Regions from separate parts of the Mus musculus genome. Here region 2 is linked to region 1. A link is a contact called in public promoter capture Hi-C data. All regions are on one chromosome and are shown on one strand. Each heading gives the region's core, a stretch centred on a gene start, on an enhancer-like site or on the middle of the called end of the contact. The rest is flanking DNA. Distances are from core to core; before and after follow the strand shown. Region 1 holds the start of Pask (PAS domain containing serine/threonine kinase). Region 2 holds the start of Macir (macrophage immunometabolism regulator).

Region 1 (5,601 bases), core at 1,533-4,032:
TGGAGGAAATTGCATCCTATGTTCTCCTATATACAAAGATTATTTCTGGGTGAATTTAAAAACAGAAATGAAAAGAAACTGCCAGGGCCAGCAAGATGGTTCAGCAGGTAGATGTGCTTGCCATGGAAGCCTGATAACCTAAGCTTAATCCCCCGGAAACTATGTAAAGATAGAAAGGGAAGCCAACTCCAGAAAGTTTTCTCTGACATCCCTTTGTGCACCTACTTACAACAGTGTACACACAGACATACAGACAGACACACTCACACAAACCGTAGACGCACAGAATAACCACAAAATTCAAATATAAGTAAGTGTATTTTGGTCCTGCAAATAAGAAAAAGCCACAGCTAGGACCACGGTCTGGGCAATCCATGTGCTTTGTAACAACCAGTGCTCACCAGGAATGTCATTCTGTATAGCTCCGAGACATGTGAAGGAGGAGAACTTCCAAAAGGTAAAAGCGACATGAACTTAAATCAGAGGTGAGCTATCCTACAACCCCAAAACAGTCAGGGACTCTAGAAGAGCCACTGTGACCCCAACTCTATAAAACCATTATGTTCTAGTAATCTCAGAAGCAAAGAACGTGAAATACAGGTTCAAAGTTATTAAATACACTCTCTTCAAACCAACTGAAAAGAAAAGCCACCTTCCAGAGAGGCTACACTGCAGGGACCAGTCTACAGAAATCCACACACATAAATACTAAGATGCACAAGGATCATTCCAGGCCAGCACGGTTCAAAACAGTAAAGGCTAGGAAACTAGACAGGTAGAAAGCCAGGGAGGCAAGAAGAAGAGAGAAGGAAGGAAAGAGGGAAAACAGTCCAAAAGAAAAAACAATTTAAATACTCATCAAGAAGAAAGCTCTGATACAATCATCAGTAAGAACAAAGGAATTGTGTACAAGAACCAATCCTAGCAGTATAGAGTAAAAACCTTCAAAATACAAAAGGTTATCTGCAGCAAGATTCCTTTTATATATATATATATATATATATATATATATATATATATATATATTAAATTAATATATATATATATAAAATCTAAATACACTGCTTAAAAAATACAATATACAGGATAAGAGTCCAACAAGACTGAAGACCCATACTTCAGGCAGACAATTCCCTGGAGTCTGGTAGAGCACTAAACTTAAGAGGCAAAATGACACAGTCTCTTACTTCCTAAGTTAGTTAATGGGTTTAAATGTGTTTGTTTTAATATGTGTATGTGTGTGTGTAAGCACATGCATGTGCCTGTGTATGTATGGGCACTGTGTGCATGCAGGAGCCTGAAGAACTCAGAAGAGGCCACCAGATGCCCTGAAACGGAAGTTACAGACACCACCATGTAGGTGCTAGGAACAGAACCCAGGTCTTCTATAAAACTGCAACAGCTTTTAACTGCTGAGCCATCTTACAACCTCATTTTATTTTCATTATAATGCATGACTTTTTCATGCATTTTTATTACATTGTGGGAGTGTGTGTGTGAGAGAGAGAGAGAAAGAGAAAGAGAGAAAGCACAACCATGGATGACAGAAAACAACTTTCAGGAGTCACTTCTCTCTTTCTACCCATGTGGGTCCAAAATTGTCAGACCTTGGCAGCAAGTGCCTTTACCCACTGAGCCATAATGCTGGGCCCAAACTGTAGGGCTTTGTTTCCTTTTGGGGTTTGTTTTGTTTTTTGTTTTGTTTTGTTTTTGAGGCAAGGTCTCCAGAGTCGTTGGAAGTGCTGGGAAGAGAGGAAGACACCATCAGCCTGACAATTGGTATTTTTGTGTGAAGGTGGGTATTAAACCCAGAGCTAGTCACCTATTGGGCAAACCTTCCACCACTGACTGATAAAGTATGACTATTTGCCTTCACTATTCTGCATATTACATACACAGGCACATGCACTCAGTATGTGATCCTAAAAAGCAACAACTCATTATGAAATAAGAGATGAGTAGCGACAGTGTTCAAGGCTATATGTGACACCACCAGACTCAAACAAAATAAAGATGAGTAGGTGTTAGATAGCAGTTTTCAAGTAGAGTGTTTTAATGTGAAAGATGTACAGGCATCTTCTCTAGGTATCTAAATGCACTAATTACTGTTACAGCAAACAATGATACGATCATACCGTGGTTTTTCTACTTTTAAAACCAACCTATTGACAAAGTTAGGACATGTAATTATGGCTTCTAAATACACTGCCAAAGTCACAAAACCTTACTGTTTTTTTAGACCTTGTATGACCTCAGAATATATTGATATGAGATCTTAATTTATATAAAAAATACCATTCTTCAAACTAAATTGTTAATGCTACAAATTTTTATCTTAAAAGTAATTACAGGAACTGGGCGGCTCCCTTTGTTAAAAGTTTTTTTCTATGCAAGCATGAGGACTTGCGTTTAAATCTTTAACCACATAAAAAGCCAGACGTGGCTACACATAACTGTAATCCCGAAATTAGGGGGTGAAGATAAGTGACTCCCCAGAGCTCACTGGCCCGCTAGTCTAACCTTAAAGCAAAGCTTCCAGTTCAATCAGAGGCTTTCGGGCGCTGGCGGCTCTTGAGCGCGGGTCAAACGGCCAGAACCCGCCACCACTCTGGGGCCGGGGCTGGGCGGAGGGAGTGCGGGCGCGCGAGGAAAGGGCCAGAGCCACTCCACGACAATGCGTAACTAACACTCGCCGCCACCCGGAGGTTTTTCGAAGGCTGGTGTCTCACCCCAGGCTGGCGCAAGTCTCAGTCGGATTCACAACGTGAAGATCCGCGCGCTTCTGGCCCACCGACCAATCGCAGAACGACTTAGGCAGCATAACAAGGGACCAAGAACCAACCAGACACCCTGATGGGCGGACCTCAGTGAAAGCAAGCAGCTGAGCGCGCGCAAACAGTTGCTAGGGACGCACCGGACACCCACTACAGAGCCTCGGAGGAGCCAAAAGACCCGATTTCTTCGCGCCTTTCCCCCCCCTCCACGCCCCACTCCAAGTGACTGCAGTTTACTCTTACGGGAGAACCGAGGACGGTGAGCGACGTGCAGCCCTTCTTACGACGGCCACCTTTCCAAGGCGAGGACAGTGAGAAGCGGACGACACAGTGGCTCGCCGTGGGCTGGAGGCCGCAAACGTGAGCCCCAGGACCGGACCGCGGCCCCTCCCGCCTTCTCCAAGCATCCCCTAAAGGTGGCCTGTGGCACCAGTGTATCAGCACGCAGGCGCAGAATAAACTGGTTTCCCTCGCCTACCGGCTCACCGTGAAGTGAGGCTCCCGAAGTCGGGGGTGCAAGTCTAGTCGGCTTCACCTGTGGCCTGTAGAACTCTCCTGTCCGCAGTACCTCTACGCCTCCGAAGTTGGCATAGTGACTTGAGCGAATCCGCAAGCTTGAAGTGTCTCCCATGCTGCCTAAAGACTTTCCGGGATGTCTGCTTTCTTCGTGCTCGCCTAGACTCTACTCATTCATCAAACCCCTAACCCAGGTGGAGCCGGAGCCTGTGGGAACTACAATCCCCATGAAACACTGCGCCCGCGCAAGCATTGTCAGCTCGCGCTTCTATACTTTGTTCCATTGGCTGGCCTATTGGACCTGGAATCCTGATTGGCCCATGGCCTAAGGCGACAGATTCCGGAAAGGGAAAGAGCAGCCAATATGGCGGCAGAGCGCGGCGCGGGGCAGCAACAGTCGCAGGAGATGATGGAGGGTGAGCGGCCCCTGTGGGTGACCGGGGAGCGGCGAGCTTCGGGCTGGGCGGTCACGGCCTCTTGCGGGATCGGAATTCGGCCTCCAGCCTCCGGCCACAGCCACAGAGCTCTGACAGCTGCCAATATGGCTGGACAGCCAGGGAGGCTCGGAGCCCGGGAGTCCCGTCCCGAGGGCGGTAGCGGCCAGAAAGACAAGACCCTGGGGAAAAACGTGGCGCGAGCCCGCCCAGGGAGATTGGCAAGGAAGCCGTGGCTATAGGAACCTAGTCTTAAAGCTCCGAAGTTGACAGGCGAGGGGGCAGGGAACCGTCCTCCGTCAGCTCACTGGGAAACTGAGGCTTCAGGCGTGGGGAATCTACGAAGTCCAGTTTGTTCACGCGGCATGAATGGAAAAGTCTGCTTTGAAGCGAATGGGTTGTGGCAGAGAGATGGATAAAAAGGAGCTCCGGAAATTGAGTTTACAAGGCGTTGTCTTGTTTTCTAGGCATGCAGTCTAGTCTATATTCAACTTTCTTCCTTTTTTTCCTTGTGTTGGATTATGTCATATACATATGTAACATACATATATGTTACACGTGTGCATGCTTTTGTATACAGTTGTGTAGATACATGGTCATTACATGCGTGCATATATGTGTGTTAGTGTATACGAACAGACTTGTACATATGTACATGTACTTAACCCTACCCATTGTAGCATTAGGCAAATCTTAAATGTCTTTGAAAGACTCCACTATTTTGGTGAGGATTATTCACTTTTGGAAGGTCACTCACTTTTCTGGGAGGAGTACTAGGGAAGAAGGTTGCAGAGCAAGGGGCAGAGATGTGGAAGAAAAGACCAGTGAGTTTGAGAGCAGTGGGGCTGCCCTGAGATGGGCCCTGAAAACTCACTAGATGTCATCCAGACTGGGGTCCAGTGGGGAGGACCAGTATCATTCTGGAGAAAGGAAAACCAGTCAGAAGCAAAGGAGTATGGAAAGGTGACCTAAATTAGCAGTCATGCAATGGGGGTTGAGAAGAGCCAACAAGGAACGCTCTTAGAGAGACTTGAAGGAGTCGTGCTAGAGGTCTTTTGTTTCTAACCTTTGAATCTTTCTTAAGGAGGAAATGTTTCTTCCTAGCCCCCTCTTTCCTCCTCCAATACACCTCTCCCCTCCTTCCTCACTAAAGGGCAAATACACAAGCCAAGCTGTTTCTCTCGTCCACCCCCACACATGTCATTACCAGCTGACACTTAGGTTTCTATGGCCTATGTCTTTTTGGAGTTTTTTTTTTTTTTTTTTTTTTTTTTTTTTTTTTTGTGGCGTTTTTGTGTGGCTTGGTTTGGGTTGGGTTGGATTTGTCGTTGTAATGCCTTTCTTTTGTCTTTTAAGACAGGTTCTTGCCATTTCCGTGGCTGGCCTGTGTAGACCAGGCTGAGCATGTTTTGCCACCTTCTCTATCACTGCTAATGCCTTAACTCAAACCTTCCTCGTCTTGATAGATTTCATTGCCTTTTGCTAGCCTATTCTACCTAGAGCCTTGTAGTCACATTCTTGCACAGTGTCGCAGGCTCTGGAACCTCTCTACTGCCCTGAGGATAGAGGCACAGGGGGAGATACAGAGACTGTAACACAGAACCTAGTTTTCCTAACTCTAGATCACAGACTGTAAAGTGCCTCTTGGTAACTCATACATTCTTCTCCGTGTCATACACATGAGCTACTCTTGTGTCCTTTCTTATTTGGTCCTGACAGGAGAAGGTACTCTACTAACTCTGGTCTACAGAGGGGAATATTGAGGTTTAGAAAGGAAGATCATTTGCCAGAGCCATGTTTCATTGTTGCTTTGTTCATAACTCAAAATCTGTTTTATTTACTCCAAAAAACTTTGCATGATTAACTCTATCCTGTGG
Region 2 (5,601 bases), core at 1,753-4,252, 4.3 Mb after region 1:
CGCCTCACATGGAAATTTTCAGTTCTAAACAAACTCTTTCCTCTTAAATACCTAAATCTGTGTATTTCAGGCATCACCCCAGATCCACTAATTTAAAAATAGAAAAATACCAAATTTTATCACTATATAAGTGGCTATATAAGCATATATAGGGGGCAGGGGCCACAGGCAAGGGAAATTCCATTTCAACTGGTGAAAATGTTTTGTAATCAAAATATTTTCTGCTCTCAAAGGCTATTCTAAAATAAATAAATGAGGGACTAACGCATTCCTCAAGTAGAAAAACACTGAACAGAACTAAAACGGTTCAGCGGCCAGACAGATTAGAACACCGAATGGAAAACAAAATGCTTTGCTGAACCCATGCGCTCTCACCATGGTGACCACTTGCAACCTTCTTACCTTTCTGCGGCTTGTAAAAAAACCAAATCACTAAGGGCTTGGAAAAGCAGTTATCACGTGTAGTGTGACTTTTTAAAAACCTCCTTTGACCTTACCAACAAACCGCCAACCTTCCCAGCATGGTAAGGCAACCCATAATTGGTTCAGAAAGACACAAGTGTGTGTGTTCCTCTTTCTAGTATCAGTTCCCTTAATAGCAGGACCCTTAAAGAGCCCAGCATTCACTTGGTTTCCATCTCTGCTAATTAAAATCAAGCCCACGTTACTATATCACATTCAGCTTCACTCCAAACATGTCTGACAACAGCTGAAACCACAAAGTCTACTCGCAGTCTTTATAAGAAACCTGCCTCTTCTGGAAACCTAACCACGAAGACACGGGTATCTTTGGTGGTGATTCACCTTCCGGAAGGAAAGCTAAAAACTGAGTATCCACTGGGAAAATAACTGAGGCCTCAAATCAGGAAACAAAAACTTAAACGGTGTTTAGAAACTAATGTCCTCATCACACCCATTACTTTTTAAGACAAAGTGTTAAGTTTCTCTTCGAAACTATGGTAATACATAGATGGAAGCTAATCGGCTGTTAGTACTGTCAGTGATCCCTCACACCTGGGAGACTTGGTGCTAACAGTTCTATCTACAACTAAACATCAAAACACATTTTATGCACCAAGTCTTACCAAAGTTGAGTAGTCTCGGTGCTCATGAACGCTAACATGTCATCCTGTCCGTTTTGTTTTTAATCCAAGGTCTCATAATAAAAACACCCAAATCATTAAAATAACCCACGCATACACTGTAGCCCAAAGCTTCTGGGAGAATAACCACATATGGAACTAATTGGGAAAATAAATTTTGTGAAAGAGTCGTTTCCAATCCTTAGTGTCTAGCTTGTTGCACTACAGTAAAAGACCCCGGCACCTGAAATTATATAGTGGCATTTCGAGGAAAAACAACATAAAGTAAAGTTTAGAAACCTCGGAGATCTTGTGCGACTTCTGCTCTTTCAGCTAGGAGCCTCTAATAGGGTACAGTGTTGCTGTGTCCATAATTACTCCTCTTGGAAGGATGAAAAAGTTCAGCGCCAGTGTCTCCCAGTGTTTCCAGCCCCACTTACACACACACACACACACACACACACACACACAGAGAGAGAGAGAGAGAGAGAGAGAGAGAGAGAGAGAGAGAGAGAGAGAGAGAGAGAACACAAAACAAAAACAAAACCCTGGTTCTGAAGAAATCCTCAGCCCACTCTAAGCAAAGCGGCGTGGGCAGAGAGCCCGGGAGTCTCTAGCGAGCCAGACACTTGCCAGGGGGAAAGCACGCGGCTGTCCTTCCCTTCGCGAACTGGGTTCCTTCCTGGCCGAGATTTGCAGATTCCACCACTAGAGCGACTTTGGCAGCTTCACAATGGGCCGCTTCTCAAGGTCTGAGCGCCGGCCGCTGCCAGGCGCCCTTTCCTAGGCTTCCCACCCGCCCCAAAGTCCACCAGCGACAGGTGGGGCGAGGGTGGCGGTGCCCGAGACATCTGCCGCCTTAGTTTCTGGCCAGCGCCCGGCCGCGATTCCCCAGTCCACAGGCGCTCCTCCGCCACCGCCGGTCCGTCTGTCCGTCACCAGCCGCCGCACCGGCCTCGGCCTCGCCCGCGGGGTGCAGCGCGCACTGGTGGCCGAGATAAGGTCGCCAGGGGCTGTCTCCCGCCGCTATCTGTAGCCCGCAGCCGCGGCTTGTACACCGTTGGGGCCAGAGGCGCGGCAAGCCGGGCGAGCGTTACTTCTCAATGGGCCTCCGCCGGGCCTGCCGCCTGGCGCTGCGGGTAGGGCGAGCCGCCTAGCTGGCGCGCGCCGACGCGCTCAGACTTCCGCACCTTGGCACCGCGGGAGCGTCGCTCCGGGTCGCAGAGTCCCCGCACCGCATGTCGGCGGCGAGCGCACGCCCGCCCGCCCGCCGGTCCGTCCGCTCGCTCGCTCGCTCGCCGCGCGCGCACGGGGCGCACGCCCCCGCACACTCACCCGCGCCGCACACTCCCGCGTCGCCGGCCCCACCCCTGTGCCAGGAAGCTGCGGGCTCTCGCACCCCGCTCGGGCCCCACCCCAGGCTCCAGTCCCCCCACCACCACGCCAGCCATTCGCACCAAGGCTCAGGGACCAGCGCCGCTCGCAGCCCCGGTGTCACCGAGCCATCAGCCATCGCGGAGGCCGGCGCGGCCCGGGGCTTCCCTGCGCTGCGCACACACCGCGCGCCCGGCCGGGACACGAGGCGAGGAGGAAGGGGCGGCGCCGTGCCTGGGGCTGGCACAGTGGCTCGCTGACTGGGGCACCCACACTCACGCGCGTACCCCACCCATCCCCGCCACCACCTCTGCAGCACAAAAGGTTGCAGGAGGAGTGGCGCTCCCCGTCCAACGTACCGGTCGTCCAGGGTTCCGCCGGTTCCTCTATGGCCGGCAGCCGCAGACCCCGAAGCCAAGGGCGGGCGAGGCGCGGGGCTGCGGCGCCGAGGTGTGGGCAGAGGCCGCCAGCGGAGCCAGCCGGGTACCCGCTGCTCTCCCACCGCGCTCGGCGCCAGCTACGGCCCGCCGTAGTCCCGCCTCCTCCCCCGCCTCCGCCCGCCTTCCCGCCTCCTCCCGCGGGCTGCGGAGGCGAGGCCGGGAAGCGCAGAGCCCGCCTCCTGCGCCAGGCTCGCACGCTCGGCTGGGCGGGCGGCTGGGCCGGCGGCGTGAGAGCGCAGAACCGGAGGCTGTTGCGGGGACGGGAGGCGGCGGCGTGATGCCACACTGCTCCCGGACCAAAGTCCGCCGCACCCTCCGGGGAGCCGCAGCTCACAGGCCTGACAATGCGGGCCGCTCCCACAGAGCGGTGTGCTAAACTCTGTGGGGATGGCTGTGATTTTTGAGTTTCTGCTGATCAGAAGTTGAGAAGAGCAGAAGCCCATGAAGTTAAAATTATACTATAATAATAAATAATAATAATAATAAATGTCAACAACTAAATATGGGGGCGGGGTGAAGACTAAATTCTGAGTCACTTGTTTCTCTTCTCTTTTCCTTTCTAGCTTCCTTCCTGTTCTGTCTTTACAAGGTCTCACTCTGTACCCAAGGCCGGACTTAAGCTCCGGAGAACCGTTCTGCCTTAGTCTCCAGAGCGCTGGGATTACAGGGATGAGGTGCCATCCCAACAAGATTTTCTTTTCTCAGTCCATATGCCACTCCCCTGCCGAAGTGGTCAATGCAGCATTACAAATATTTGCTGATATTTATTTAGCTCTAGGTGCCAACCCTTTTGACGCACATTCCCAAGTTTGCAGCTCTCAACTGTGCTAGTCCACATTTTTAAGACAGAAAACATGAGTTACATCCTTGAAGTCACAGACCTTTCATATAGCTGAGCTGTTTGTGTATTTATAAATTTAAATTCAGGTTCCTGCATTGTGTGGCCTTTTAAACGGTGCTTTATCTGAACATAAAGTCATACATTTCATCTAGACTAATACAAACTTAAAGCAAATAGTTCATGTTCCAGAGTCTATATATGTCCCCCAAATTACCAAGGTTAATAAATACACTCTGGCTCCAAGATGTGGCTTCTGGTTTCTCTGCAACTGAAGGACACTTACTCAATTGCTTCTCATATGCTCTGATGTAAGTATCAGAAAAAGGAAGGAAGAGGCCAGATTCATGAATGTTCTCAGTTACTCTTCCCCAACATGATATTCATGTAACTTATCAAATATAGATAGACCCTAGTACACTGTACAGGTATTGAATGCTCAAGTGATTAAATTTTGTTTTATATTTATTTGTTCAGTTGTTTTGTGCCCCCCCCTCCCCGCCCCACCACCATGGGTACCTTAGTAGAAGATGCTCCAAGTATTTTCAGATTTGAACATTTATCACAGCAGTGTATTCTGATGTTCGTTCTTATAAAACTACCTCGGAAACATTACAAATTATTTCAAGAAGCTTAGTTTCATTTTGTCTGAACTCATAATTTTTTTAAGAGAACACCTTGTAACTTGGCCTTTGTTCTGAAATTTTAGCAATGTTCTTTGGCCAGAAGCAATAAAGTTCCGACTAGTCTCTCCGTTCATTAGGCTGAAAGCTAGCCTTGTCTCCAGCTGTCTCCCACTCTAGGTTCCCACCTCTGAGACTCTTCATCCAATCAAAAGTTAGGTTAGTTCTCCAGTGTCACAATGAATACCTAAACTAATTCACTAGGCCAGCATGGTTTTATATGTGGTTCATGATGGTTATGTCTAGAGACTATCATATTTAGAATATGTGGGGCCGCTCAGGATGGTAGCTGTGTGCCTATGAAAGAAGAAAGCAAGATGGAAACACTTTGCGAGCTTTCTGGATGTTCCATTAAGAAAAAGTTAATCCAGGAAGGAAGGAAGGAAGGAAGGGAGGGAGGGAGGGAGGGAGGGAGGGAGGGAGGGAGGGAGGGAGGGAGGAGAGAGAGAGAGAGAGAGAGAGAGAGAGAGAGAGAGAGAGAGAGGAAAGAAGAAAGAAGAAAGAAAGAAAGAAAGAAAGAAAGAAAGAAAGAAAGAAAGAAAGAAAGAAAGAAAGAAAAGAGAGAGAGAAAGAAAAGGAAAAAAGGGGGAGAGAGAGCAAGAGAGAGGACAGACAAACATGCTTGAAAAAGAGTGGCCCCAAATGTTAACTTGAACTTCTAATCCACAAGGCCTTTCAGAACCTAGAGCTCAGGTGCTCTATCTCAAATGTCACCTCTGTGGTTATATCTTGGCCTTGAAATATCCTTCCTCCCCCCCCACCCCCCCAAAAAAATAAAATCACTTCTCAAATGTCACTTGTCTGGGAAGAATTATTCATTGATGGATTACCACTTAGCAAACAGCCAGATTGAAAGAACAGGATAAGTGAACTTAAAAAAAAAAAAAAGATCACACCTGAAACTACAATGGTAGGTATGCAAGAAATAACACATCGACTTTTTTAAAAAAACAGAAAACCAAAAACCTTGTTTCCAGCAGGGTGCCATAAAAAAGTACAGGCCATGGCTATGTCTACCAACACCTTAACTGAATGCAGCAGAGATCTCAGATGCCAAGTAGAGGTCTCCCACAGTGAAGGGGCTGAGATACCACTCCACAGTCCCTACCTGGAAAATGAAGGTGGAGGCTCCTGGGATCAGGGGGCAAAACCAGTCTTGTGGAAGCAGGCTCCACGGCAGCAGA

The links. Promoter capture Hi-C pulls out the DNA fragments that hold promoters and counts their contacts.
Region 2: a contact with region 1 is called in a promoter capture Hi-C map of pre-B cells. The contact joins the promoter of Macir here to the promoter of Pask in region 1. A contact is called at or near these places in 2 of 39 promoter capture datasets (cranial neural crest and pre-B cells).

The regions. Positions count from the first base shown.
Region 1 is chr1:93,340,006-93,345,606 of GRCm38.p6, forward strand. It overlaps Pask (PAS domain containing serine/threonine kinase), which reads right to left and starts at 2,783. Exons shown (of 18, transcript NM_080850.2): 1 at 2,521-2,783. Ppp1r7 (protein phosphatase 1, regulatory subunit 7) reads left to right here and starts at 3,623. Exons shown (of 10, transcript NM_023200.3): 1 at 3,623-3,706. The coding sequence starts at 3,655.
Region 2 is chr1:97,659,016-97,664,616 of GRCm38.p6, forward strand. Macir (macrophage immunometabolism regulator) reads right to left here and starts at 3,003. Exons shown (of 3, transcript NM_133825.3): 1 at 2,816-3,003.